7 separate regions of the Mus musculus genome follow, and all the other regions are linked to region 1. A link is a contact called in public HiChIP or PLAC-seq, capture Hi-C and promoter capture Hi-C data. All regions are on one chromosome and are shown on one strand. The core of a region is the stretch at or near the end of the contact, and the rest is flanking DNA. Distances in the headings are between cores, read along the strand shown.

Region 1 (3,743 bases), core at 255-2,754:
TTGCAGCCCATACTTCTCTGGGAATAACGACCACAGCTTTGTCACAGCAAGCTTGCTCCTAGCTAGCCATAGTGCAATCCCAAAGTCCTGAATGAGTCCAGGTAAGTCTGTTTTCCTGGCTCCCCAGTCCCACCCCCACCCCAAACCTGTCCTGCAATTCTTTGCTTCACTGATTATTTCCCTTAACTCATAACCTAAGCTGCAGGAGCTGGGTTTTGGTTTTGTGTTTTTGTTTAAGGCAGGGAAAGGCTGGTGATGTAGTTCAGTTGGTGGAGTGCATGTCTAGCTCATAGGAAGCCTTAGGTCCTAACCCCGGCACCATCAGGTAGAGGTGAGTCATAGGTATAATCCAAGCACTTGGGAGGTAGAGGCAGGAGGATCAGAAGTTCAAGGTTGGGGCTGGAGAGATGGCTCACTGGTTAAGAGCGCTAATTGCCCGAAAAACAAAAACAAAACAAAACAAAAAACAAAGACAAAAACAAAAAACCAAAAAAAAGAGCACTGACTGTTCTTATGAAGGTCCAAAGTTCAAATCCCAACAACCACATGGTGGCTTACAACCATCTGTAATGACATCTGACATCCTCTACTGGTGTGTCTGAAGACAGCTACAGTGTACTTACATATAAATAAAAAATAAAAATTATTAAAAAAAAGAAGAAGTTCAAGGCCATCCTTGGCTACATACTGGGTTCAAAGCCAGCCTGGTCTACATGAAGAAAAGGAGGAAGTGGGGAGGGAGGAAAGGAGGAGGGAGCAATTATGTATGTTGTAGACTAGGCATGCTGGGAATTCATGATGGGTCATCTCTCCTGGCTTCAAAACTATTTCAAATATTTCCTAGGGTCTCCTCCCTTGTCACTTGGAATATTCTACTGTGTCCAAAGTATGTTTCCTCTTCTTACCCCAAAACAGAGGGACAGAGGGGAGAGACAAGGAGAACAGACAAATTCACAGGCAGATGGCAATGAAGTTCCCAGGGCCCCCACATAGTCCACATTAACAACCTCAGCGGTGGTGTGTTTCTTGCAAAATAGCTCTCCATGGTTAAGCTTTCACACCAGGGAGAGATGCTTCTTGGAAGCCTACAGCATCACAGAGATTTCGGAGTGCCCGTAAGGAGTTGTGTAACCTTGCTCATGCTGCCCCTTGGTCTTTCTGAGCACTGTTTTCTCTGCACATACAAAGGTCTGAGGAAGGTCTTTTCCACGGATGCCCACCCAGAGGACAAATGAAGGCTCAGCTCTGCTAGATGGGGTGAGGAAGCAGGCTCAGAAGCACAGCCACTTCTGGCCGAGGCTGTCGAGGAACGCCTGCTGGCCATGTGACTGGTTCTCTGGGCAGAGCACAGGAAGGGAAAGTCAAGGCAGAGCAGGGAACACCCAGTGTCCACTGGTCCTAGGTCCTCCCACTGAGTCCCACCTCCAGCCCTCCACCCTGACATCAGCTTTCTTTTTCTCTAGACACTTCCCTCAGCCACTGAGCTCCTCCCCTTGAAGAAGTGCCAAATAGCTGTGGTTTCTGTTTCCTAGCTCAGCCCTGCCCTGCGCAGAGTTCTGTCGTCCACCATCGAGTGAGGAAGAGAGCATTGGTTCCCCTGAGATAGAAGAGATGGCTCTCTTCAGTGCCCAGTCTCCATACATTAACCCGGTGAGTTGTGGGATGCAGTTGTGGGGTGATTGAGGAAAAGCTAACGGCCACATCCAGGGGAAGTTGCTCTGGACCTGTGGGGAAACAACGGAGTGGCACAGATAGAGGGTGGGGTGTCCTGCAGACAGCACATAAGGGACAAACATGCCAGGCATGTCAGCTGGGTCATCCTGATGCAGCTCGTGTCTCATGCTAGGCTTGCTGTGCCTCTGAGGACCCAAGGGTGCCACTCACTATGATTTATGAGGTGAATTAACATGTGCCTGTTCCATGCTACCTGGTAGCATCTACAAAGGAAGGAGACGGTTTATATGATGATGTGGATGGGCTTGTTGGGGGTGGGGGGAGGTAGCAGGTAGCAGATATTCACATGACACTTAAAGTGTCTGCCTTAGAGAGGATCTCTGTTCAGCCATTTACAAACTAGGTGATGTCGCACGCGCAGTACTTTCTCCTCTCTGTATCTGTAAAATGGAAATAATACTTAGTCTGTCTCCTGAGGTTAAAACAAGGAGAAAGCAGATAGCACACGTGGGTGTTTAAACAGCACCTGGAACATGGAGGTGTCTTGGGAGTGCACGGGAGGGGAACAGGGAAGCCCTCCCCTCTGTTCTCCAAGGGCCACATCAGAATTCACCCAAGAACACTTCCAGAGTGTGTGCAGACAGGCAAGTAGGGACTGTCTTTTAGTGCAGGGTGCAAAGGGCTGCCTTGGGCTCCTTTTTCCACCCCCTGTCTATAGGTGGTTTTGTTTATACACTAGGAAGCTTAGTAGCCACACTGTAAGTGGAGACACTGAGACTTTGAGAGGTCGAGGCCTTGCCACATGTCCTCAGATGGTGGGTGACAGCGAAGGAAAGTGCTTTTCCCAGAAGAGGGGATGCTCATGGGGAGATGGCAGTAATGGAGACGAAAGTGATGCTCCCAGGAACCTTCTGTAGAGTCGCCGTGTGTGCAGGTGGGAGATAGCAGGGTCTGTAGGTGAGCTGGCTGCCAGAGCCCAGCGTCAGAGCCTGATCTAGCACGGCTCTGGGCTTTGCTTGGGGCTACCAGTGTCCTCAGCCACAGGGTTAAGGCTTCTAACTTGGGACCTGCATGGAAGGTAGATGGGAAAGCTAGAAGGGACTGTCCAGTGTCTCTGTGGGGCCTTCAAGGGCAGGACGTGTCACAGGGGCATGATACACCCACTCTGGTTTCCCACCAGGCAGAGCTGACAACTTGAATTTAGAAAGTAGACTTTTCCCAGCACTAGGGAGGCAGAGGCAGGCGGATTTCTGAGTTCAAGGCCAGCCTGGTCTTGAACAGTGCCCCATCTTTAAAACAATCAGAAAAAAAAAATGAAGGAAAAAGCAATATTTTCAATTATGAAGGGAAATCCTCCCACGGGGGAGGGGAGAGGTTAAACAGGTCTTGGTGGGAGACATGGAGGCTATGTCGCCGTAGCACTGGGATCACAGGTCCTCCTACCTGGCTGGTCTCACTCAGTGACCCACTGACTTCTGCAGCTGTGGGTCACACGTCCACTGAAGTGCTGACGTTGTACAAAAGTCATGTGACTCCTGTCCTGCAGAGGAACAGTATTGTCACAGCCTGAGGGCCATGTCATGGACAGGCTTGGTTGCTGACTCCCATGAGGGTCCAGAAGAAGATGGGACTGGGCAGTATGACTCTCTTGTGTGACCCTGGTGACCAGGGGCCAAGGGCATGTATGTGCTTCCTCATGAAAGGGAGCCTATATCACCTATGACGGAGAACATTGGTTCTAGTGTCTGAACCCCAGGCTTGTCGTTAACCAGCTGTGTAGCTTTGGGCAAGTTACTTAATTTTCTGCACTTCCGTTTCCTCGCCCACAAAGACAGTAAAACCAAAGCTGTTAGGATGCTTGAGGAACTGTCTGGGTCTTTGAACTTCTGGGACGGCTGGGCCTTCTGGCTTGAAAATATGCCAGACACTGCTGGTATCCAGACTGTGTGCCCCAGTAGACCACTGAGCTGACCATACTCTGTCTGTAGGCTCTGCCTTCTGCATGTCCCAACAGGAAAGGGAAGCAAAAGACTTTAGCCTCTGGGTAGAAGATGAGTCTCGGCAGTCCA
Region 2 (3,447 bases), core at 238-2,737, 420 kb before region 1:
AGGGCTACAGAGAGAAACCCTGTCTCGAAAAACAAAAAAAAGAAAAAAAAAAAAAACAGAAAAAAACAGAAAAATAAAAAGTAGCTACTCAGGATCCCACTAGCCCCACCCACATTTTCCCCTCTGTTGTCTTTTGTTTTCTTGACAACGTCCCAACTGAAGTGAGACAGAATCTGAAAGAGGTTTTAATTTCCATTTCCCTGATGTCTATGAATGTTGAAAACTTTTTCCAAGTATCTACTGGTCATTGTATTTCTCCTATTAGGGACTCTATTCAGCTCATGAGCCTATCTACAGACTCTAAAATGATTTTAGAGTTTAATTTTAGCAGTTATTTATATATCATAGATACCAGTCCCCAGCCAGATGTAAGCCTGGAAATTTCTTTTCCCAAGCCTGTAAATGGTCTCTTTACTCTAGTGACTGTGTCCTTTGCTTGGTAGCGATTTCTAATCTCATGTAACTCTCTCTGCCACGTCTTGGTATTGTTTCCTGTGCTATAGTCCTTTTCAGAAAATTCTTGTCTATGCCTATGTCTTCAAATATTTTTACCTGTCTTCTTCTTTCATTAGAGTTTTGATATACTGAATGTCATGGTTTGAATATGCTTGGCCCAGGAAGTGGTCTTGTTGGAGTAGGTGTGTCACTGTGAGCGTGGGCTTTACAACCCTCATCCTAGCTGCCTGGAAATGAATACTCTGCTAGCAGCCTTCAGATGAAGATGCAGAACTCTCAGCTCTGCCTGTATCATGCCTGCCTGGTTACTGCCATGCTTCTCCCCTGATGATAATAGACTGACCCCTGAACCTGTAAGCCACCCACAATTAAATGTTGTCCTTTATAAGACTTGCATTGGTCATGGTTTCTGTTCACAGCAATAAAGCCCTAACTAAGACACTGAATTTATTGTTGCACAATATGTATAGAAATCCAGTTTTCAAGCTGGAGAGGTGGCTCAGAGGTTAAAGAGCACCAACTGCTCTTCCAGAGGTCCTGAGTTCAAATCCCAGCAACCACATGGTGGCTCACAACCATCTGTAATGGGATTTGATGCCCTCTTCTGGTGTGTCTGAAGACAGTTACAGTGTACTCATATAAATAAAATAAATCAGAAAGAAAGAAAGAAAGAAAGAAAGAAAGAAAGAAAGAAAGAAAGAAAGAGAGAAAGATCCAGTTTTCCCAGCACCACTTGTTAAAGAGGGCACCTTTTCTCCAATGCATGTTTTTGATAGCTTTGTCAGAAACTTAGGTAATATGATGGCTAATCTTGTTTGTCAACTTGACTATATCTGGAATCACACCTGTGAAGGAACATGGAAGGAGAAACTTTTCACTTTTGCCTGCCTGCCTGCACTCCCCCTAGTCAAGTGCACTTCTCCTGTTGCTAAGGTAAATAGGAGCCTAAAGGCACTGGCTGGTAAGGGGTGGGATCCTGTAACTTGAGATGGAGAAGTGTAGGGGACAGGTGCTGAGGACTTTGACCCTTCAAATTCTGATGCGTCTGTCTCACCTGTGGCAGTAGTCTGCCCACTCTTAGTGTAGGGTGCGGCCCCACTGTCACACCTTGCAATATTTCCTTTTGTACCTTGGCCTGAGGAAATTAATCCTTTGTTGTCTACAAATTTCAGTGACTTTCACTGAAAGAGAAACATCAAGCAAGGCAATACTGATGCCGCTCAGTGTCTGTCGACAATAATTGCCTCTGAACTATAATCAGTATCAAGGCTAAGAAGGCTTCTAGGAGCGAAACAGAAAGTGAAATTCACAACAAAGGTGTGGTACAATACTAAAGTTTACTGAGTTTGTGAATTCATTCAAGCCGTAGTCTGGGCAATATATATGAGAATGGATTTTTAAGGGCATGAAATAATGGTGAAAAAAAAACCATAAAACTGAATCAAGCTGAATTTATTGATATGGGCCCACTGAGTTAAGGTTCTAAGTTCAATACAGACGTTCTTACAGTTAAAAAGGTATCAAAAGCGTGACTGGTTGGCTAAGCACTAGCCATACTCTACTGAAAGGGAACTGTGGATACCTGATGTCCCTTGACTTAGTATTGATGAAGGGATTTTAGGGTTCAGAGAAACTGCAATGATGGGTGTGCTGTATAAAACCGAATCCTCCACAATGGGAAGGCCCAGAAGACATTCTCTTCACTAATCCTGTGAGGCACAAAATGGTAAGAGGGGCACCAGGATTTGAAGGGCTTTGCCCCCGCTCTTCTCTTTGTGCCAGACCTTAAGGTTGGAGACACTGATGCTCAATCCAAAAAGTTAAATGGGATGGGCTTAATTAGGCCCCCAGAGTAGCAGGGCCAGGTATCAGCACTGCATTGCCAAAGGCAAGGCGAGAATATTTATCATGAAGGGCAGCACAGACAGAGTAACTTTTATGATGGCATGACTCCTACGGATCTTTTTGTACTGGCTAATAATGCTTCCAGGAATATATGTTTTTATTTTGTTTTGTTTGTTTTTACATCTATATAAGCAAAAAAAAAAATTCTCAAACAAACAAAAAGAATACTGCAGAGTAGCAAAGGGGTATCTCAACTTATCAATCAATTTCCAGACTTGAGCTAGTTTGCAGACCCCAAAGTCCTTGAATGATGAGAAGGCTAGGTCCCCCTGAGGACCTTGCTAAAATACCTAAAAGTTTTACTGTTAGCCCTTCTCCCATCCTATGACCTTTTACAAGGGTAAATGTACTCTGGGAAAAAGGAAACAATCAGGTTTTCCAGGGTTTACTGGACACTCGTTTTAAACTGACACTGGTTCCAAGAGACCCCCAAATAGCACTGTGGCCCTCCAGTTAAATCGGGGCTTATGATTATCAGGTGATTAATGGAATTTTGACTGAAACCCAAATCACAGAGAGTCTACTGGGTCCCCAAACTCATCCTGTGGTTATTTCTCCAGTTCCAGAATGTATAATTGGTATAGATATACTTAGACATTGGCAAAATCCCACGTTGGTTCCTTGACCTGTGAACTGAAAGCTATTATGGTTGGAAATCACAAATTGAAGAGACTGGCATTGCCTCTGGGAACATAGTGAACCAAATATAATACTCCATGCTACCATCAAGGACTTGAAACATGCAGGGATGGTAGTTCTCACATCTCCCTTTAACTCTCCAGCACAGGAGTCAGATGGATCATAGAGAGTGACCACTGACCATTAAAACTTAATCAAGCAGTGACTAAATTTCAGCTGCTGTACTAGATGTGATGCCCTTACTTGGATAGATTAGCACAGCTCCTGGTACATGGTATTCAGCTATGGATCTAGCAAATGCTTTCTATCAATTCCTGTCCATAAGCACAACCAGAAGCAATTTGCTTTCAGCTGGAAGTCAGTAGTATGCCTTTTTACAGTTTTACCTCGAGGTTAGTACTTATCAACTCTCCAGTCCTGTGTCATAACTTAGTATGAAGGGAGCTT
Region 3 (3,306 bases), core at 470-2,969, 440 kb before region 1:
TAAAGGCATGCACCACAACCATCCAGCTACAAATATAATTTTTTAAAAAGTCACCTTTGTTAACACAGTAGGTTTACTATAATTTAAAAACAAACAATAATGAGTGTCATCAACAATGGAGAAATACCAAAACACCAATACACTGCTAATGGAAATATTAAATGATACAGTAACTTTAATAGTATTATTTGTAGAAATCCTCAAACAGAAACCACACTGAACGTCTACCATCCACTACCTGGCTCAGCAGTAAGGAACAGTTACAGAAGCCTGAGCACCTGAGTTCAATCCTCGGAACCCATATAAAGGTGGACGGAGAAGAGAAACGCCACAGGCTCTCCCCTCATCTCCAGACGTGCCACTGCGAGTGCAGGCACACCCTACCCCCATTATGCAGACATAAAAAGAAAGTAAGGAATAAAGAAACTACAAACTTCCAAAAATTTTTTACACAATGTAATTCAAATACAACATGACTTGTGACATACAACTAAAATTCTAGCTAGTATTACAGTTGAAGGAGGAGGATTGTTTTAGGATTTAGAGACCAGGCAGGACAATAGCGTAAAAATCTTGTCTCAAAAAACAAATGAATAACCTACAGCTGGTTAGGTATTTGCTATCCAAGACCAGAAACCTGAGTTTCCTCTGATTTTCATATGCACACACAAACAATTTAAAATTTTTAAAATATATTTTTAAGAGAAAGCACATAGAAAGAGTCAAATAATTGCTTAAAAAATTAAGTTCTCAGAAAAAGATCAGAGACAGTTACAGTCTTTCTTTCAAAAGCCCAGAATTCACTTCCTTTACCTCCATAGCCTCCTGAGCGACCTCTGGCATGTGTGACTGAGGAACCAGTTGTACGAGCCCTGTAATTAGTTCTGCTGTACTGCTCTGAGTTTCAGGGCCCTGTTTTCTTGGATTCTGTAGGAGAAAAACAAACTTCAGTTTTGCTTTTAATAACTGTATTTATTATTTATATATTATTTATTATTTATATGCATGTGTGTAGACAGGACATGGGTGCAGGTGGCCATGGAGGCAGAAGAGTGTTGGCTTCCTTGGAGCTGGAGCTACAGTCAGTAGTGATCTGCCTGCCTGTGTCTGGGAACCAAAGGCAGGCACTTTGGAAAAAGCAGAAAGTACTTAAGCACTGAGCCATCTCTCCGGCCCCGTCAATCTTCACATTCTGGGTTGGGGGGGTGGGGGTGGTTTTGTTTTTTAAGACAGAGTTTCTCTACATAGCCCTCACTGTCCCAGATCTCACTCTAGACCAGGCTGGTCATGAACTCAAAGATCCACTTACCTGTTATCCAAGAGCAACGTTAGCTAAAAGATATTTAAGTTGGACCAGGCATGACAAAAGTCTTTAAAGAGACCATTCTAACACAGTGCAGAGAAATGATTGGGGAATGTAAGAAATGGTAGTAGCTGGGAACACATAGAGTGACAGGAACCAGGACAAAGATGGTACAAACACAAGACACAATCAAATTACTTCAACAAGATCCCATGATGGAGACCATCTTTACATTTCTCCTAGTAACTAAGGTTTAGAATTTATGTGTACAATATTGTTTTACTTTCCTGGGTTACTGAGGAAAGTCACTTAACCACTAGATGGCAGCAAAGAAAGCACTGTCCATGAAGCTAGGCAGCTGTCCTGGGTAGTGACAATTAGCCTATCAAAGGAAACCCCACCCACCCTCTCAACTCCCCCAAACACAAAACAAAGCCCACAAAACGCAGGAGTAGGCCGGGGGTGGAGCTTTTGCCTGCTTTACAAAACTACCTGATTCTGGTTCAATCATCCTCATCAAGGGAAGTAAAAAGGATTCCATAACTCTTGGAAGACAGCAAATTTTACTTAAAAACTATTTTCCCTCAAACAATTCAACCCTTGTTCTTCAAACAATAACCTATTTAACATGAAAATCACTGGTGACCCTGGTTCACTGGTGAACATAAAACTGCAGCCAAGTAAACAGAGTAACCCTAGCATCCTGTAGCAAGCACAGTGAGATGTCACCACAGTTCATGCCACACACCCGAGAAACCAAAAGAACAAAGTTAATTTTCAGAGTCCACTAACAAAATTTTTAAAACTTTTCCAAACTAAAGATTTAACTGTTTATTCTATTAAACTCTCAAATTTGGGTGGACTTTTCAAAAAACACAAAAAGATAATAGGTCTTCTTTTGGGGTAACCCATACTTTAGGAACTTCATCCACTCTGGCTCTATTATCTCTCATTATCAGAAAAACTATTCATATGTAAATATTTTTTAAAATTCTAGAGTGGAGGCATGACAGTACATTTCTGTAATTCCAGCACTCAGCAACATCTAGTTCAAGGCCAGCCTGGGATACCCAACAAATCTGAGGTCAGTATGTCATACATAATAAATTCAATGCCAACCTAGTATACACAGCAAGATTTTGTCTCAAAAATCAAACAAAAACACGTGTGTGCACACACACTCAAAACGTGGGGTTCATAGAATTCTTGAAACCACAGCCACTTAGTCATGAATGCCTTCATTTTAGTAATTTGAAGAGCATAGCTGCAAAACCATAAAGCACCAAAGGATGAGCCTGACACTGAGTAAAGCAGAAGGCTTTACCTGATGGTCTAGAGACTTGATAGGCCTAGTGTAGCCTCCCCCAAGCCTGAAGCAAGCTGAGCCAGACCTTGACTTTGCTATGCCACTAAGGAGATCACCTAGGGTGGAGCCTGCCTCCCTGGATCACTCTGCTGTTCAGCCACTGCCTCTGCTGCTACCTGCTGGGAGTCCGCCTACACGTGGTCACCTGCAGCTCGGCTCCAAGGATGATTTGGCAGGAATGGGCTTCCCCCCTCCTTTATAAAGCGTGTCTGCCATTAAAAATTTGAGCCTTGATCAGAATACTGTCTTGGTTCCATATCTCTCTCTTGTCCACCTAGTTTCCCTCTTCTTTTTCAGTTCCAGGCTGCCTCCCAGGCTCGAACCCAGACATGAGAGCAGCAGGCCGACCCCAACAGTCTAGGACTATAGAGACTTGATAAAAGTTAAACAGACCATCCTGTGAACAATTCAAACTGTTTTACTTGGACAGTAAGAATGCTAACGCTAACTGTATCTTACTAAAAATAGCAGTAACTAATTTTATTGCTTACTATACACTACGAATTGTTCCTAAAAGCCTTACACAATCTATTTCACTCTTAATGGTCTCTCTGAGGTAGGAACTATATTACTGCCTACCTTTTCAGATGAGAAGCCTAAGGTGCCGAGACTAAGTAAAGCAGTCCTTCCCCAGAGC
Region 4 (3,489 bases), core at 363-2,862, 310 kb before region 1:
TGGTGATGGTTTGCAGTGGAGTCCCAACACTTTGGGGCTAAAACAGGAAGGTAACTACATATTTATGATTAGCCTGGGGTGCATATTGAATATCATGCCAAGCAGAGCTACAGCCAGGCAGTGGTGGCACAGGCCTTTAATCCCAGCACTCGGGAGGCAGAGGCAGGCGGATTTCTGAGTTAGAGGCCAGCCTGGTCTACAAAGTGAGTTCCAGGACATCCAGGGCTATACAGAGAAACTCTGTCTTGAAAAACCAAAACAAACAAACAAAACAAAAAAAAAAAGGAAGAAAGAAAAGAAAAAAGAAAAGACCCTGTCTCTAGAGGGAAAACAAGTATTGCTATTGATAATGGCACAGACATAGAAAGGAAACACCTCTCCACTATTTAAAAGAACAAGACAGGGGCCGGAGAGATGCTCAGAGGACCAAGGTTTGATTCTTAGCACTCACATGGTGGCTCACAACCATCTGTAGCTCCAGTTTCAGGGGATCTGGAGCCCCCTTCTGTCCTTTGTGGGGATCAGGCATGGATGTGTTGCGTTGTACAAACATGCATTCAGGCAAAACATCCACACACATAAGATAAATCTTATATTAAAAAAAAAAAACCCAACACGATAAAACAGATGGTTCATGCCCGTAATTCCAGCACTGGAGAAGATCAGGAATTTGACCCCGTTTCAAAAAATAAAACAGAGAGAGAAAGAAAGAGAGAGAGACAGAGAGAGAGAGAGAGACAGAGAGAGACAGAGACAGAGGACCACGGTAGGAGCCAGCCATCAGTTCTGCTGTTGTACTGAGTTGCCTACTCCTCAGAAGATTGTTCATCTCAGGGATTCACTTTTGACCTCTCAGTGTGTTTTGTCTAGCCACTTTTTCTGGTTTATGTCAACTTGACACAGAGAAGAGGGGGCCTTCAGAAATGTCTCTATATTGCCGGGTGTGGTGGCGCACGCCTTTAATCCCAGCACTTGGGAGGCAGAGGCAGGCGGATCTCTGAGTTCAAGGCCAGCCTGGTCTACAGAGTGAGTTCCAGGACAGCCAAGGCTACACAAAGAAACCCTGTCTCAAAAAAAAAAAAAAAAAAAAAAAAAAAAAAGAAAAGAAAAGAAAAAAAAAAAAGAAATGTCTCTATAACTTCAGGCTGGCTTTGTAGTGGTGCTACACACATTTAGTTCCAGCACTCATGAGGTAGAGGCAAGTGGATCTCTTAGTTTGAGGTCAGCCAAGGCTACACAGAGAGATCTTGAAAACCAAAAACCAACCAACCAAACAAAAAAACCCAGATCAGGCTGTAGATCATGCCTCTGGGACATTTTCTTAATTAGAGATTGATAGGTGGTATCATCCCTGAGCTGGTGTTCCTGGGTTCTATAAGAAAGCAGACTGAGCAAGCCATGCAGAGCAAACCCATAAGGAGTATTCTGCAGGGTCTCTGCATCTGCAGCTGCCTTCAGGAAGTGCAAGCTGAATCAACCCTTTCCTCCCAGGTTTCCTTGGTCATGATGTTTTATTGCAGCAATAAAAACCCTAATTAAGACTCTGCTCTCTGTCATTACTGCACTCTTCCCCATGCTGTGACAGCTCCTCCAGGGCAAGGTTTATGCTTTACCAGACTAGTGGACTAGGTTGTGGGAGGAGCCAAAACAACAAGCAGCTATATGTGGCGGGCAGGAGAGAGAAGCTGCAACATGCTGGGCTTCCATAAAGAAATATGCACACTGCCAGACAAAGAGGCAATGAGTTCCCAAACACCCACATCTGGTGTGGCACCCATCTCCTGGCTGTAACAGCATAAAAGTCCAACAAGGACAGGACAGAGACAAGACCTGCTATTCCTTAGGAACCTCCCAAGATGCACACTCAAAACCTAAGATGAAAGAGATGGCAGGTGGGTGTGGCGGCACATCCCTAGGATCTCAGCACTCAGGATACTGAGGTTAGACCATCACAAGTTCTGAGCTAGCCTGGACTACATAACCTGAAAGCCCCCTAAAACTCTAAGAAGTCAAGTAAAATAAAACCTCTGTTTATGCTGGGCAGTGGTGGCACACACCTTTAATCTCAGCACTTGGGAGGTAGAGGCAGGTGGATTTCTGAGTGTGAGGCCAGCCTGGTCTACAAAGTGAGTTCCAGGACAGCCAGGGCTATACAGAGAAACCCTGTCTCGAAAAACCAAAAAAGAAAAAAAATCCAAAAACCTCCATTTTTTTTTTAAAGATTTATTTATTATTATATCTAAGTACACTGTAGTTGTCTTCAGATGCACCAGAAGAGGGCATCAGATCTCATTACAGATGGTTGTGAGCCACCATGTGGTTGCTGGGATTTGAACTCAGAACCTTCGGAAGAGCAGTCGGTGGTCTTAACCACTGAGCCATCTCTCCAGCCCCAAACCTCCATTTCTTCTTCCTTCCATTGACTGTTATTCAAGGGACAAGAAAGTCGAAGGAAGGGTTGATTCAAAAAGAAACTAAGAAACTTCCTGCTTCCTTTTAAACACCTAATTCTTGCTGTACAAGTCTTTCAGGAGGCCAGTCATGCCTTCTTCCTCTGGCCTGGATCTGGACTGGAAAGGTCTGGTGTGACAGAGCAGCACTTTCTATATTTGAGAACTGGGGAAAAAAGTGTTCATTTGTAGCTGCTGGTAAGTGGTGTCAACTTTCTCCAAACACAGCACCCATCAGTGCCTGCCAATGTAATTTCATGTTTTGTTTTGATGTGTGTGTACACGTGTGCGCATGCAGGCACACATGCATGCTAGTACATGTTGAATTCAGTTTCCCCAGATACCAGGCTTATTCATATCTCTTTCTGTGCTAGGTTCTGCTCTTGGGTTCCTCCCCACAGTAGCTCACACCCCTCTTTCCTATTCCTTCTCTCACACACCCTTTACGATTTATTTATTTGTTTTATGTATGTGATTACGCTGTCACTCTCTTCAGATGACACACCAGGAGAGGGCATTAGATCCCTTTACAGATGGTTGTGAGCCACCATGTGGTTGCTGGGATTTGAACTCAGGACCTCTGGAAGAGCAGTCAGTGCCCTTAACCCCTGAGCCATCTCTCCAGCCCCTCAGGTTCATTTTCATCTCTCACTTGTTAAGTTTTCCTTGGTCTGTCTTTTCCACTAAAATGAAATTTCTGTCTCAGCTACTCAGGGTTTGAATGGGCAGCCATGGAGACTGAAGAGACAGCAAGGTCCCAGATGCTGAACCTGGGGGGAAGCTACCCCCAAACTCATTAGTGATACAGGGACCTAAGTACACATTGTGGGAGGTTCTAGAAGACTGGTCAACCTCAACCGTCCTTCCCACCCCAGTGAGGAGAGAAAGGAGGCTCTGGGGGAGGAGGGCTATAAATGCGTTATACTTTAACCCAGGGACTCCACCTTCATCTCTCTGCTTTACTCAACCAGAATAAATGTCCTTTTGGGCTGGTGTGTGTGTGTGTGCGTGTGTGTGTGTGTGTGTCCCTCCTTGCTGA
Region 5 (3,859 bases), core at 1,261-3,760, 290 kb after region 1:
TCCCTCTTCATACATGTATTTGATAATGTTTTTGTTTATAAATTAGGCACAATAAGAATAAGTATAAGCTAGACCAGGTTGAACATCCATTAGCTGGAGTTCTGGGGATCCAAAGTATTTCAGATTTGTGATTTTTGTGCTTCGAATTTTGACAAATTTACATATATAATGACATCTTGGGGATGGGATCCAACTCTAAACTCACAGTCATTTATGTTTCATAGAACCCTTATATGCCTTATAGGGTTCTAAGGTAACTTCAAGGAGGAAAGTAATGTCCCAGTACACCCACATTTGTGCTCTGATCTGTCATAGAAAGTCAGGGATGGGCTGTTCCTCTCGTGTGTTCTGTTGACCCTTGAAAAGTTTTAGATCTGGGATGTCTTCAGCTCTGGATTTTCAGAATAAGGTTGCTCAGGTTGCATTCTGTGTACTGTAATACAAGTGACGTGGTTTGTGTCCCTGATCTCAAAACTGTTCTCCCAGTGTCTCATGTGATGAATGGAGATGTGACAAGATGAAGCGAGGAGAAATGACTTGGGCTTGGTGAGGCAATCGTAAACTGTCCTGTAAGGCTGTTTGGACATAAACCCTGCAGTACTGTGGGAGTCAATCTGATGATTGGAAGTACCAAGTCTCAATTTCATTCCACTACTTAGAATGGTGTACCTTTTAAAACGTGTTTACTTTTGGAATATATACAGAATGTTTTTGAATTACAGTTGACTATGGAAAACGAAATCGTAGGAACCAAAACCTCAGATAAAAATAGACTGCCAAATTATTTTTCTTATTTATTTACTTGTTTGTTTATTCTTTATTACACATATTTATATTTGTTTGGTTTGAGACCCTAGATATCCTAGGACTTTCTTTGTAGAGCAGGTTGACCTTGAACTCACAGAGATCCACCTGCTTCTGCCTCCCAGGTGCTGGAATTTAAGGCATGTGCCGCAACATCTGGCTACATATTTCTATGAACACGGGTCAATGACAAACTTCTCTGGAACTCAACCCAAGTCAATTCCTTATATTTCAAAACCATGTTGAACTTTGGAACTTTGGAACTTTGGAATATATCATTGTTCATATGATCCTGGGATTTTTTTCATGGGCTCATATTTTCTGCTGAAATTTCTCTATGCCTTCTTTCTTGGTTTAACCAACAATTTTACAGGCAGTACTTCACCTTTTACAGATGATGGGAGCTGAAAAGTTTACTATGTCCTCAACAGCCCATCAGGGAGCTGTAGGCAGGGAGATGCATTAAATACACTATTGGTGTTACAGTCAGGTAATGCAAATTGAGGAGTAGAAGTGGAGAGGAGCTCAAAGGTGTTTAAGACTACTTTCTTGATAGGAAAGGGAAGAGTGGACAGGCAAAAGAGGAATCAAAAATGGCCTCTAGGTTTTGATACACAGTTTTATTGAAAAGAATGTCTGTTAGCCTAGTATTTAAGAATAAATTTAGGTTAAGCAAAGTAATATCAAAGAATGATGTTCTTCTAGTAAAATTTCAATGAATGGAACTTACTTGACCAGAAAACTTTGGGAGATTATTACTGTTTAGGGGCTTTAACGTGTTTTTTTTTTCCCCTGGTTTTTAATTTGTATAAATTTTGCAGTCTTGGTATACTGAAAATAAAGCCTCTTTTTGGTCAAAATCAAGCTTAACTGATGAGTCTACTTTGTTTCGTATTACGAAACCTTGAGTTTTTGAAGCTTAACATGCCTTTTTGCTCCTTCTATTTTTTCCCATATCTTGTACCTTAGAAAGAGTTGTAGATGGCTCCTATCAATGGACCAGTGATAATTTAGACTCCGCCTTCTCCGCCTAAGTCCCGCCCACATCAAAACCACACCTCTCTCTTAGCCCCGCCTCCTGAAGATGTCGTCTCCGATATGACAGCAAATTCTCCACAATGCTATCCAATGGGACATACGAAAGGCGGGACCTATGTCAATCTTTTTTCCCCCATTTGTCCAATTATATATCTATTTGTACTCAGTTCCATCCCACTTAGTCTTCAACCCAAGGATTGGTTTCTCTGTTCTTTGTTCCTGGCTCGTGATTGGTTTTTTTCCTCATTCCGCCCCTCTCTTCTAGCTCTTGCAGGCGGGATTAGCACGCAGCTTCCTGCTCTTTCCAAAAATAAAAAAATAAAAAAAAAATAAAAGAAGAAAAAGAAAAGAGGAGAGAGGCGAAAGAAAAAAAAAAAAAGTCACGGAGATTTTTGATTTTTAATTGGCTTTCAGTCTTGTCGGTCAGGCCAAGATTTGCCTTTTTATTGGTCTGTCTGTCTGCCCATCCTGAACCGGGGGCGGGATTTCCCCAGGAGACCCACACCTGGTTGCCACTGGTCGACCAGTGCGCCTGTCTGAAGCTTCCGGCCAGGGATTGGAGGCGGACGCGGACAGGTGGGCGTGGATTGGCTAGGGCAGCCGGTCAGTGTGAGGCGGGGGCGGGGCCTCGGCGGCTGGTTGCGCGTGTCCGCCGCTGGCTCCGCTCTATCCGGCTTTGCTAGGGGAGGTGAGTCCGGCCGCGGCGGCACCGGCGGCTGAGAAGGCGGCGGCTGAAGAGAAAGCGGTCACGGCGGCTGTGGAGAAAGCGACCGTGGGCACGGAAGCCGGGTGGGGGGGAGGGGGGGAGACGGAGCAGCCTTGAGCCCTGCAGGGGCCGTCGCGCGGGGGACCCACCCGCTCTCCCCCCCAACCCTCCTCAGCACAAGCCGGCGGCGGCGGGGGCAGGAGTCAGCCTGCTTCCGACCGTCCCCCGCCCGCTTCCCGGGGCTCCTATTCTTTGGCCCCGGGACCCTAACCTCCTCCGGGGCGGTTCCCTGTGTCTGGGCGTCCGAGTACTGCCCACCGCTCTTTCATTCCCTCCCTGCACCTTCTTCCCTTCACTTTTGCCGGGGTTTTCTCTCTCCTCTTCTGTCCTGCCTGTCGCCTCTTCGCCTCACTCTCTTCCTCCAGCCTCCTTCCCTGGCTCATTCTGCCTAGGAAAGTTTGGTACATCTCCTCAGTCCCCCCAATCAGGTCAACCAGACTCGGAGTAGGGGGCGATGTAGGAAGGCCTGAGAGTTCGAGGGGAGGGAAGCTGGAAGCTGGTTTCCCTGATAATTTCCCCTCATCTTTTTTGATTTAGAGTGGTTGGAATTTTTTTTTAATTGTGTTTTTGAGGAGGTGGGAGGTGTTTAGAAAAGGATGTGGGAATGGAAGGGGTAGATGAGTCAACCCTCTTACAAGATTCCAAGGGTGGCGTGTTACCAGATCCTTTTCGTGTGCGGAGTTCAGGGGGTCGGGAGGTTTGGCCTTTATTCCCACATTCAAAGTTGGAACCTCCCCCCCATTAAGAATGGAGTTTTAGTATCCACTTGTGGCAGGAATCCTGGGGGGAAGGGGCCCTTTTCCCTTTTTCTTTTCCTTTTTTTTTTCTTCTTATTTTATGTTCTTAACTTTTATTTTGACAACCCATACCCTTCCACACACTCTCACCCCCAAATCGAACACCCAAGATTGTCAAACTTGTCTGGATTGACCGATGAAGACATAAAGCCAGTTCCGCTCTATGTTTTTTGAGGTGGAGTGAGTGGTTTTTCTTCATTTTTTTAAATGGCCAAATGACAGCTTGACCCAGTTTGCTTTCCAATCAAAGGGCATTTTTTTGAATGTCTCTTTGTGGCACAAGAGCCAACGCAAAAATGATGGCGGCTTACAATGGCGGTACATCTGCAGCTGCAGCAGGTCACCACCACCACCATCATCACCACCTTCCACACCTTCCTCCTCCTCACCTTCACCACCACCACCACCCTCAACACCACCTTCATCCGGGGTCGGCTGCTGCCGTACACCCAGT
Region 6 (3,314 bases), core at 20-2,519, 490 kb after region 1:
GCCAGTCCCGTTAATCTCCCTGAGCCTTACTTTTTATAAAGTGGGACCATGGTGCCTTGCCTCATCAGGTGTTGAGAGATTCCGTGAGCTAGAACAGACAAAACGTTTCGTGCCTGGAGTAGCTTCCAACTCATTCCCATAAGCCGTTATCGATTTACTGTTTGATCAGGCTAGGTGCTTGTCCCATCCTACCCCCCGCTTCGAATCTGGATTTTTGGGGCAAGAAGGGGGGTTGGGGGAGAGCTGGCAAGCACTTTGGGGGAGGTTTTCTTTTCTTCTCATAAAAGAACAAAGCTTCATTTCTGGCCTCTCCTTGTTCTCTCTAAGCTGGGTGTTACAGCATAGGAAGTAGTGGGTCAGAGTCTATTCTTCTTTCTTTATTTTTTTTAGATTTATTTATTTTATGTTTTGTGTATAAGTGTCTGCTCACATGTGCATCTGTGCACCACATGCATGTCTTGTGTCTATGGAGGTCAGAAGAGGGCTTTGAATACCCTGGAACTGGAGTTTTGAACAGTTATGAGCTGCCGTGTGGATGCTGAGAATCAAACCCAGGTCCTCTGTAAGAACAAGTACTCTTAAAGGCTGAGCCATCTTTCCAGTCCCAGAGCCCATTCCTGAGGCTTTCACTAATCCATTGATCCTCGGGGGACCACCCTGGCCACACCTTCAATGACCTCATTTATTTTAAAAAAAAAATGGACTCATTGGGCATACTTTCTAGACTCACATACTAAGTGGGATTTCTCTATAAAGAAAGTGCTCACTGGGGTAGAGTGCCAGGTTTTGGGCCAAATTCCAAGCACTGGCACACTTCTGAAGCCCCTCCGTTTTCTGTTCTGTAATCACAGGCGAGCGTGCCTTTGGTGTCTCTTCTCTATGGACCGCAGTAGTCTCAGCGGCAAAATGAAACACTAAATTTTACTCCCTACAGACGCGTGAAGCCTAAGTGGAAACCGGCATTAAAGGGCTTTAAGAATCTCAACTGCGATTCTTTAACCATCCGGAGGGGACGTGGATACATGTAGCCAGCTTGCTTCCACATTTTGGGGAGCCGAGCGAGCGGTAGGAAATGGAAGACAGCTCTTTACAGCCCTTTCTACAGCATCTTGCACACCACCAAGGGGAGACTGGGGAGAGGAGGCGGAGCCAGGTGTGGGCGTGGCTGGAGACCTGGGGTAGGGCTTGCGCCTGCGTCGGGGGCGGAGCCCGTGAAACCTAGAGGCGGGGCGTCAAATCCTTGACTCTGCTGCTCAGAGGCGTGGTTGCTGTTGAGCATCTTAGCTCCGCTGTGCTTAGATTGGAGCAGCGCTTTGTTCCGGGCACCGGCGTCTCTACCCTCCCGCGTCTGGTCCATGCTTCTCTCTCCCTTCATGCCCTTCCTAAGTCGCTGAGTCCCGGAGCTGCCCTCCTCCTTCTGCTTCTACACTTGTAGCCCAGCACCTTTACCGGATCCTGTTTGCTTTTTTTTTTTTTTTTTTTTTTCTTTCTCCTCCCAAGGCCGGGGTCTCTCTGCCAGGCCCCGCCCCTCTAGGCCTGGCATGTCCCCTGCTGCCCAGCGCCCATGGTCCTGACGCTGCTCTTCTCCGCCTACAAACTGTGCCGCTTCTTCACCATGTCAGGCCCACGGCCGGGCGCCGATCGGCTGACAGTGCCCGGACCGGATCGGAGTGGTGGCGCCAGCCCATGGTGGGCTGCGGGCGGTCGCGGGTCTCGCGAAGTGTCGCCCGGAGTGGGCACTGAGGTGCAAGGCGCCCTGGAGCGTTCGCTGCCTGAGCTGCAGCAGGCGCTGTCCGAGCTGAAACAGGCAAGCGCGGCGCGGGCTGTGGGCGCGGGTCTCGCCGAGGTCTTCCAGCTGGTAGAGGAAGCCTGGCTGCTGCCGGCCGTGGGCCGCGAGGTGGCCCAAGGTCTATGCGATGCTATACGTCTGGACGGTGGCCTCGACTTGCTGTTGCGGCTGCTTCAGGCACCGGAGCTAGAGACCCGTGTGCAGGCCGCGCGCTTGCTGGAGCAGATCCTGGTGGCTGAGAACCGGTGAGGGAGAGTGGGGTGAGGTGTGGGGTTGCCAGGGCAGTGAAGGTGGTTGGAGACGGTATCCCATTGCTGATTTTGCCCTAAGCCCATAATTCTCCCGTGCATCTGGGTGTCTTTCTGTGTTACCTTCTCACCAGGGCAGCCATGACCTTATTCTGCAGCGTCTGATCAGGAACAGAAAGTTTTTTGGTTTTTGTTTTGTTTTGTTTTGTTTTTGTTTTTGCTAGGACGAAATAGTAGGGGCAGAGAAAACTGAGGTATCTTTCCTTCCTATGGGAAACTGCTTGACTGCTTCTCCTTTGCCTACCTCCTGAGACCTCCTTTTGAACTATTATGAAGCCTTTGAAGGGCCCACTTTCCCGGTCTTCTGGTGCCAGAGCAAAACAGGCTGTCACACTAATTTTCACCAAAATCTCAGGCTCTCAGCTCAGAATTTTTAGAAGAGTCGCTTTCAGCACGCAGCCCTCACAAGTGTCACGACGTGTTTTCTCTGGCATTTTTGATCACCTTTGATATGTGGAAATTACACAACTGTCCAAAAAATGCACAAACAGAATGATTTGGGTTGGGAGACCCAAGGTAGGTTTCTGCTTGCTTAACCCCTCTCATCTAATATCCGCTGTCCTGACTGGGATAGGCCATGAGTATGGAGAACTGGAAAATGGAGTAGGTGCTTGCTGAGTGTGTTGGAGCCCAGCTTGGCTGGTGTTGGCTTGGTATGGTCAGGGAGTTAGAACTGGTGGTACCTGTGGGAAGTGGGTGCAGGAAACATGATGCAAACATACGGATATGTTTTCAGGAATGGAAATGACTATCCTTACTTATTGACAGCTCTGAGAGAGTAACCTCTATCTAGTGTACAAGTCCCCAAACACATGCGGATGCCTTTTCAGGACCAAGGACAGGGCACAAGTCCCGCTATCCCTCATGCTCCCTCCCCAGAAACCCCGGGGCTCTGCTTTCATCCATGGGGACAAGACTGGAAGGGAGAGAAGCAGGGAACACACGGGGGCTTTGTGTTTATTCTCCACCCATCAGCCTCCTCGGTGCCTCTTTTTGCCATCCCATTCTGGCAGTTCTGGACTTCCCCAGGGTGATGCTGCAGCCACTTCCCAGAATCCTAGCTCACTGGCTCTCACCCATGAACTGTCAACAGTGTAGGGATCTTCAACTCTGGTCCCATAATACCCAGTGAGGGCACTGCCTAACTAGCAGCCCTCTAAAATCACAGGCCACCCCACCAGGGGGACAGAATGAATATAGTGAACATATCTTTGAGG
Region 7 (3,705 bases), core at 1,150-3,649, 430 kb after region 1:
AACCTTGGTAGAAAGGACATTCACCAATAACCTTGGCAGGGAGAGTATTTCTCCAAAGAGCAATATGAAGATTTTATATATATATATATATATATATATATATATATATATATATGAACAAGCCTCACACCCAACAACTGTCAATACTCATGGAGGCCACATTCTGCTGGCTCTGCTCCAGGGGCAGGAAACCATGTCATACTGTCCCTTCCTAGGCCATTCAGGACTCAGCAGAGCCAGCCTGATCTACAGAGTTCCAGGACAGCCAGGATTACACAGAGAAATCCTGTCTTGAAAAACTAATGGGGAAAATAAAATAAAGGAAGGAAAGAAGGAAGGGAGGGAGGGAGGGAAAGGAGGAGGGATTTGGAGTATGTCTAAAAAGTTTTGGACACTGAACACTTGTCCTTTGTCCCTGAGCTCCTGAGCAAGCCACCTGCAAGCAGACCTATGTTTTCAAATGGCATCTACTCAGACTTTGCCCCTGCTGTGCTGCTGTGTCTCTCTCCACCCTGCTCACTGCTCTCCTCACCCTCAGCAGTCACCTCAGAAACTGGCACCTGGCTTTGTCTAGGGCTTAGCTTACCACAGCTGTTTGATTTCCCACATTCCTTGAAACCAGGTCACCTGCCTCCCAGCTCTCCAAGGCCACATCTGAAGGTAATGCCTGGCTCTGCCCTCACCCACCTTCCTCTGTTGTTTCCTTAGTGCACTGGGTTCTCTGGGCATTGACCACATCTCTAGAGATCCTCCCACTAGAGCATTGCAGCCAGGCCTGGAAGGCAGAATATCCTGACACCAGAAATCTTACAGTACACCCCCAAACTCCTGGCCCACTGACATGCTCAGCAGGGCCTAAGTCATTTACCTCTCTACTTTCTAGTTATCAGTGCCTGTTGCCTCATCTGTCCCTGTCGTCCTTGGGTCCCACAGTCTATTATGTCAACCACTTGTCCACCTTCTTCGGCTCACCTTTATCTTCCTGACCACCCTCTCCCTGATGCATCCAAAATGCTTTCCTGAGCAGACCCAACACTGAGAGCCATCTACCTCAGCAACGCCAACCCCTCTGTCTTAGTACTATGGTAGCTACCACTGGGCACACAGACTACCCTACCTAACCCTAATTTTTGCTTTCCCTTAGCTATACTTTCCTTCACTTCTCTGGGCAGAAACTTCAAACCCATTTAGACATCCCAGTCTCCTTTGCTGAAATGGGCACACTGGAGCAAGCATGGTGCCTATGACTTTAATTCCAGCACTTGGAAGGCAGAGGCAGGGTGAATCTCTGTGAGGTTCAGGCTAGCCTTGTCTACACAGCCAGTCACAGGGTTACATAGTGAGAGGCTGTCTCAAAAAGTGAATACAAAAGAAAGAGAAGGACACGTGGGGTCCATTTCTCTACCTCTTCCCGACCAGTTGTCTACACTCTGTCTCCATTTCCCTACCTCCCAATACACTGCTCTCCAGCCATAGGACTTCTCATTGGTACTGGTGGACAGCACTCAGTGTCAACCGTGACACAGCTACTCCATTCTTCCCTGTGACCATCATTCGCTTGGTCATCTCCTCCCATGACCCTTATGATTCTGTAGGATCTCTTAATGCCCTTCGCTCTCTAACCTTCAAATGCTCTCACAAATCTAAACCAAGTTCATCCAACTGCCCGCCTGCCTGCTCAAGGTCTCTTTGGTTGGTTGGTTTGGTCTGAGACAGGCTCTATGTATCCCTAGCTTGCCTGTAGACCAGGCTGGCCTAGACCTTACAGATTTCTGTCCACACCCGGCCCTTTGGGGCTCTGGTTCAAATGGTGCAAGAGATGGAAGTCGGGCCTTCTTGAGTGCTAAGTAAATGCTCTATACTTAGCAGTACCCAAGCCCTAACCCTGCTCAGTGTATACAAAGCACAAACTTAATTTCCTTTCCCTTGAACCCAAGTCCTGTGTTCCCTATTCTCATCGAATGGCAGCCCCCATCTTGTCCCAGGCCTATCAGGGTCCATCATATAAAATCATTATTTGTGGGCTGAGCAGTGATTTTGGAGCCAGCAGGAAAGTCCGGCTCGCAGCGCTCCTAAACTGCCACTGCGGGTTCTGGTTTTACTGGCCCGGGGTCCCAATACGGAACAGAACCCAGCGAATAAAACACTCGTGGCACAGGGAAGACCAGCGCACGCAGCCCGAGGCTGCACACGCGCACCCGCCGACGTGGACCGCTCAGAGCCACGCCCCCTCACGCGGTACTCCCAGCAGCCAATGGAAACAACAGGTAGGCCATCATTCAAACTATAGCCCCGCTATATGGGCGGGCCACGAGGGCCTCCACCCACTCACGAGCCGCTTCTGTTTTTCCCCTTCGACCAATAGGTACGGCCTGTGTGAGCCGGGGGCGGGACGGCACAGCTCGGGCGCGGGGCTTCTAACCACGTAGCAGGCTTCTATCACCGGCTTGCCAGTCGTAGCCCAACGGACAGGAGGGAACATGGGGGCCCTGGCAGCTAGGCGCTGTGTCGAGTGGCTCTTGGGCCTCTACTTCGTCTCGCACATCCCCATCACGCTGTTCATCGACCTGCAGGCGGTGCTGCCGCCCGAACTATACCCGCAGGAGGTGAGGCTCAGGGGTCCCCACGTGGCCGTCCTGATTTCTGTTGGCTCCGTGCCTGACTTCGGCCCCAGCCGGCTGTCCCCAGCCGTTGACCACCGCTTTGTTTTTTTCAGAGCGGAACTGAGGGTGCAACCCAATGGTAGGGCGCATGCCTAGGAGGTCCTGGGTTTGAGCCCCATGTACTCGCCAATCCTTTGCAAAACCTTTGCCTGGGTGTGTTTCGCTCCCATGGTTTTAACTACGGCAGTTGGCTGAGGGAAGTTGCCTGGGTGAACCAGTGTCTGTCACGTGTTGAATCTATTGCGTTTGGATGGACTTTAAAAGTCCAGTGTAAGCCGAGAAAGAAAAAAAAGTCCTGCGTAGTAGAATAAAATGACTGAAGGGTTAGCCCTTGGTTAGTGCTCGTGGCATTCATACACTCCTTCTGGGTCTGGATCTAGCTTGAGGAGCAGTTGAGGAAATGTCGCTTTTCCAAGTCAGTTTTGAATTGTTTGAAGATGAGCTACCGTTCCCTGCGCTTTGGAGAGCATTCTTTGACCCGATTTTAAGGTCAAGATTAAGCATGCCTCTCCAATCTACTGACGGACTTATCCACCTAAATGTTTGAAATGGCTGAAATGCTCTTTAAATGTTTCTTCTTTGCAGGGCAGTTCTTAATCTTAAATCCGTAAATTCTCAATGGTGGCTGCAAAATGACATGTGCCTTGTGTTCTCTGAGAGGACATGACACAGGAATTGTCACCTACTCAACAAAGTTAAGGAGTGACACCATCAGCAGTGTCACCCCCCACTCCCTTAAGTCTTTTTGGTTTGTTTGTGGAACCACGGGATTGCAAAGACCTTTGATCTACAGGGGAAACCCGTAGGTAGCATGTGGCAAGAGCACCGGTCTGTGGTGCTGCTTTCCCAAGGACTGGCTGCCTGTGGACATGTTGAGGGCCCTATGGATCCTACTTTTTTTTCCCCTTAAAATAATAGTTCATTTGAATCCATTGCAAGAGGACCTCAGGCCAGGCTGTAACTGACATGTAGCTACAGCTTTAGATTGTAAACTCAAAAGATTGTGGGATTGAGGCTGTGGCTCCGTAGTAAAAACATTGGC

The links. Promoter capture Hi-C pulls out the DNA fragments that hold promoters and counts their contacts. HiChIP or PLAC-seq counts read pairs in DNA pulled down with a chosen protein or histone mark. Capture Hi-C pulls out chosen DNA fragments and counts their contacts.
Region 2: a promoter capture Hi-C map of neutrophils shows a contact between it and region 1, with 3 times the contacts expected there. The contact joins the enhancer-like site here to the promoter of Lgals9 in region 1. A contact is called at or near these places in 18 of 39 promoter capture datasets (the 3T3-L1 cell line, 3T3-L1-derived adipocytes, the C10 cell line and 12 more), 9 of 484 Hi-C or Micro-C datasets (the G1E-ER4 cell line, the HPC-7 cell line, cardiomyocytes and 4 more), 4 of 115 datasets of contacts at active chromatin or transcription factors (acute myeloid leukemia, bone marrow-derived macrophages, fibro-adipogenic progenitors and 1 more) and 3 of 9 other capture datasets (adipose tissue, embryonic stem cells and liver).
Region 3: a promoter capture Hi-C map of embryonic stem cells shows a contact between it and region 1, with 2.2 times the contacts expected there. The contact joins the enhancer-like site here to the promoter of Lgals9 in region 1. A contact is called at or near these places in 15 of 39 promoter capture datasets (the 3T3-L1 cell line, 3T3-L1-derived adipocytes, HPC-7-derived erythroid cells and 10 more), 6 of 115 datasets of contacts at active chromatin or transcription factors (acute myeloid leukemia, bone marrow-derived macrophages, embryonic stem cells and 2 more) and 3 of 9 other capture datasets (adipose tissue, liver and macrophages).
Region 4: a contact with region 1 is called in a promoter capture Hi-C map of the HPC-7 cell line. The contact joins the enhancer-like site here to the promoter of Lgals9 in region 1. A contact is called at or near these places in 25 of 39 promoter capture datasets (the 3T3-L1 cell line, 3T3-L1-derived adipocytes, the C10 cell line and 15 more), 8 of 15 datasets of contacts at CTCF or cohesin (the NIH/3T3 cell line, embryonic stem cells, hippocampal excitatory neurons and 3 more), 111 of 484 Hi-C or Micro-C datasets (3T3-L1-derived adipocytes, the 4T1 cell line, the 63-12 cell line and 55 more), 21 of 115 datasets of contacts at active chromatin or transcription factors (the HPC-7 cell line, the NIH/3T3 cell line, PVALB interneurons and 14 more) and 4 of 9 other capture datasets (adipose tissue, embryonic stem cells, liver and 1 more).
Region 5: a contact with region 1 is called in a capture Hi-C map of macrophages, with 2.0 times the contacts expected there. The contact joins the promoter of Nlk here to the promoter of Lgals9 in region 1. A contact is called at or near these places in 1 of 115 datasets of contacts at active chromatin or transcription factors (effector CD8 T cells) and 2 of 9 other capture datasets (adipose tissue and macrophages).
Region 6: a contact with region 1 is called in a promoter capture Hi-C map of liver. The contact joins the promoter of Sarm1 here to the promoter of Lgals9 in region 1. A contact is called at or near these places in 11 of 39 promoter capture datasets (the C10 cell line, the HPC-7 cell line, cranial neural crest and 6 more), 1 of 484 Hi-C or Micro-C datasets (liver), 3 of 115 datasets of contacts at active chromatin or transcription factors (embryonic basal ganglia, embryonic stem cells and memory CD8 T cells) and 2 of 9 other capture datasets (adipose tissue and macrophages).
Region 7: an H3K27ac HiChIP or PLAC-seq map of acute myeloid leukemia shows a contact between it and region 1, with 5 times the contacts expected there. The contact joins the promoter of Tmem97 here to the promoter of Lgals9 in region 1. A contact is called at or near these places in 16 of 39 promoter capture datasets (3T3-L1-derived adipocytes, the C10 cell line, the HPC-7 cell line and 9 more), 11 of 115 datasets of contacts at active chromatin or transcription factors (the SCID.adh cell line, acute myeloid leukemia, bone marrow-derived macrophages and 6 more) and 1 of 9 other capture datasets (liver).

Annotation. Positions count from the first base shown.
Region 1 is chr11:78,982,685-78,986,427 of GRCm38.p6, reverse strand. Lgals9 (lectin, galactose binding, soluble 9) reads left to right here and starts at 1,504. Exons shown (of 10, transcript NM_001159301.1): 1 at 1,504-1,650. The coding sequence starts at 1,612.
Region 2 is chr11:79,402,116-79,405,562 of GRCm38.p6, reverse strand. The region is part of intron 5 of Nf1 (neurofibromin 1); the gene reads right to left. Among named protein-coding and RNA genes, the nearest start is that of Nf1, 64 kb to the right of the region's middle. Within about 2 kb of position 1,487, at least 22 of the 459 cell types and tissues checked have an H3K27ac peak or open chromatin away from gene starts, as enhancers often do.
Region 3 is chr11:79,426,199-79,429,504 of GRCm38.p6, reverse strand. It overlaps Nf1 (neurofibromin 1), which reads right to left. Exons shown (of 58, transcript NM_010897.2): 14 at 814-927. Among named protein-coding and RNA genes, the nearest start is that of AU040972, 56 kb to the left of the region's middle. Within about 2 kb of position 1,719, at least 43 of the 459 cell types and tissues checked have an H3K27ac peak or open chromatin away from gene starts, as enhancers often do. A contact at or near this core is called in embryonic stem cells and stem cell-derived epiblast-like cells, where this site is marked.
Region 4 is chr11:79,292,219-79,295,707 of GRCm38.p6, reverse strand. No RefSeq gene overlaps it. Among named protein-coding and RNA genes, the nearest start is that of Gm30561, 12 kb to the left of the region's middle. Within about 2 kb of position 1,612, at least 30 of the 459 cell types and tissues checked have an H3K27ac peak or open chromatin away from gene starts, as enhancers often do. A contact at or near this core is called in the HPC-7 cell line, the N1E-115 cell line, acute myeloid leukemia and 2 more, where this site is marked.
Region 5 is chr11:78,696,076-78,699,934 of GRCm38.p6, reverse strand. Nlk (nemo like kinase) reads left to right here and starts at 2,510. Exons shown (of 11, transcript NM_008702.3): 1 at 2,510-3,859. The coding sequence starts at 3,669.
Region 6 is chr11:78,495,709-78,499,022 of GRCm38.p6, reverse strand. Sarm1 (sterile alpha and HEAT/Armadillo motif containing 1) reads left to right here and starts at 1,269. Exons shown (of 9, transcript NM_172795.3): 1 at 1,269-2,034. The coding sequence starts at 1,565.
Region 7 is chr11:78,549,429-78,553,133 of GRCm38.p6, reverse strand. Tmem97 (transmembrane protein 97) reads left to right here and starts at 2,399. Exons shown (of 3, transcript NM_133706.2): 1 at 2,399-2,606. The coding sequence starts at 2,481.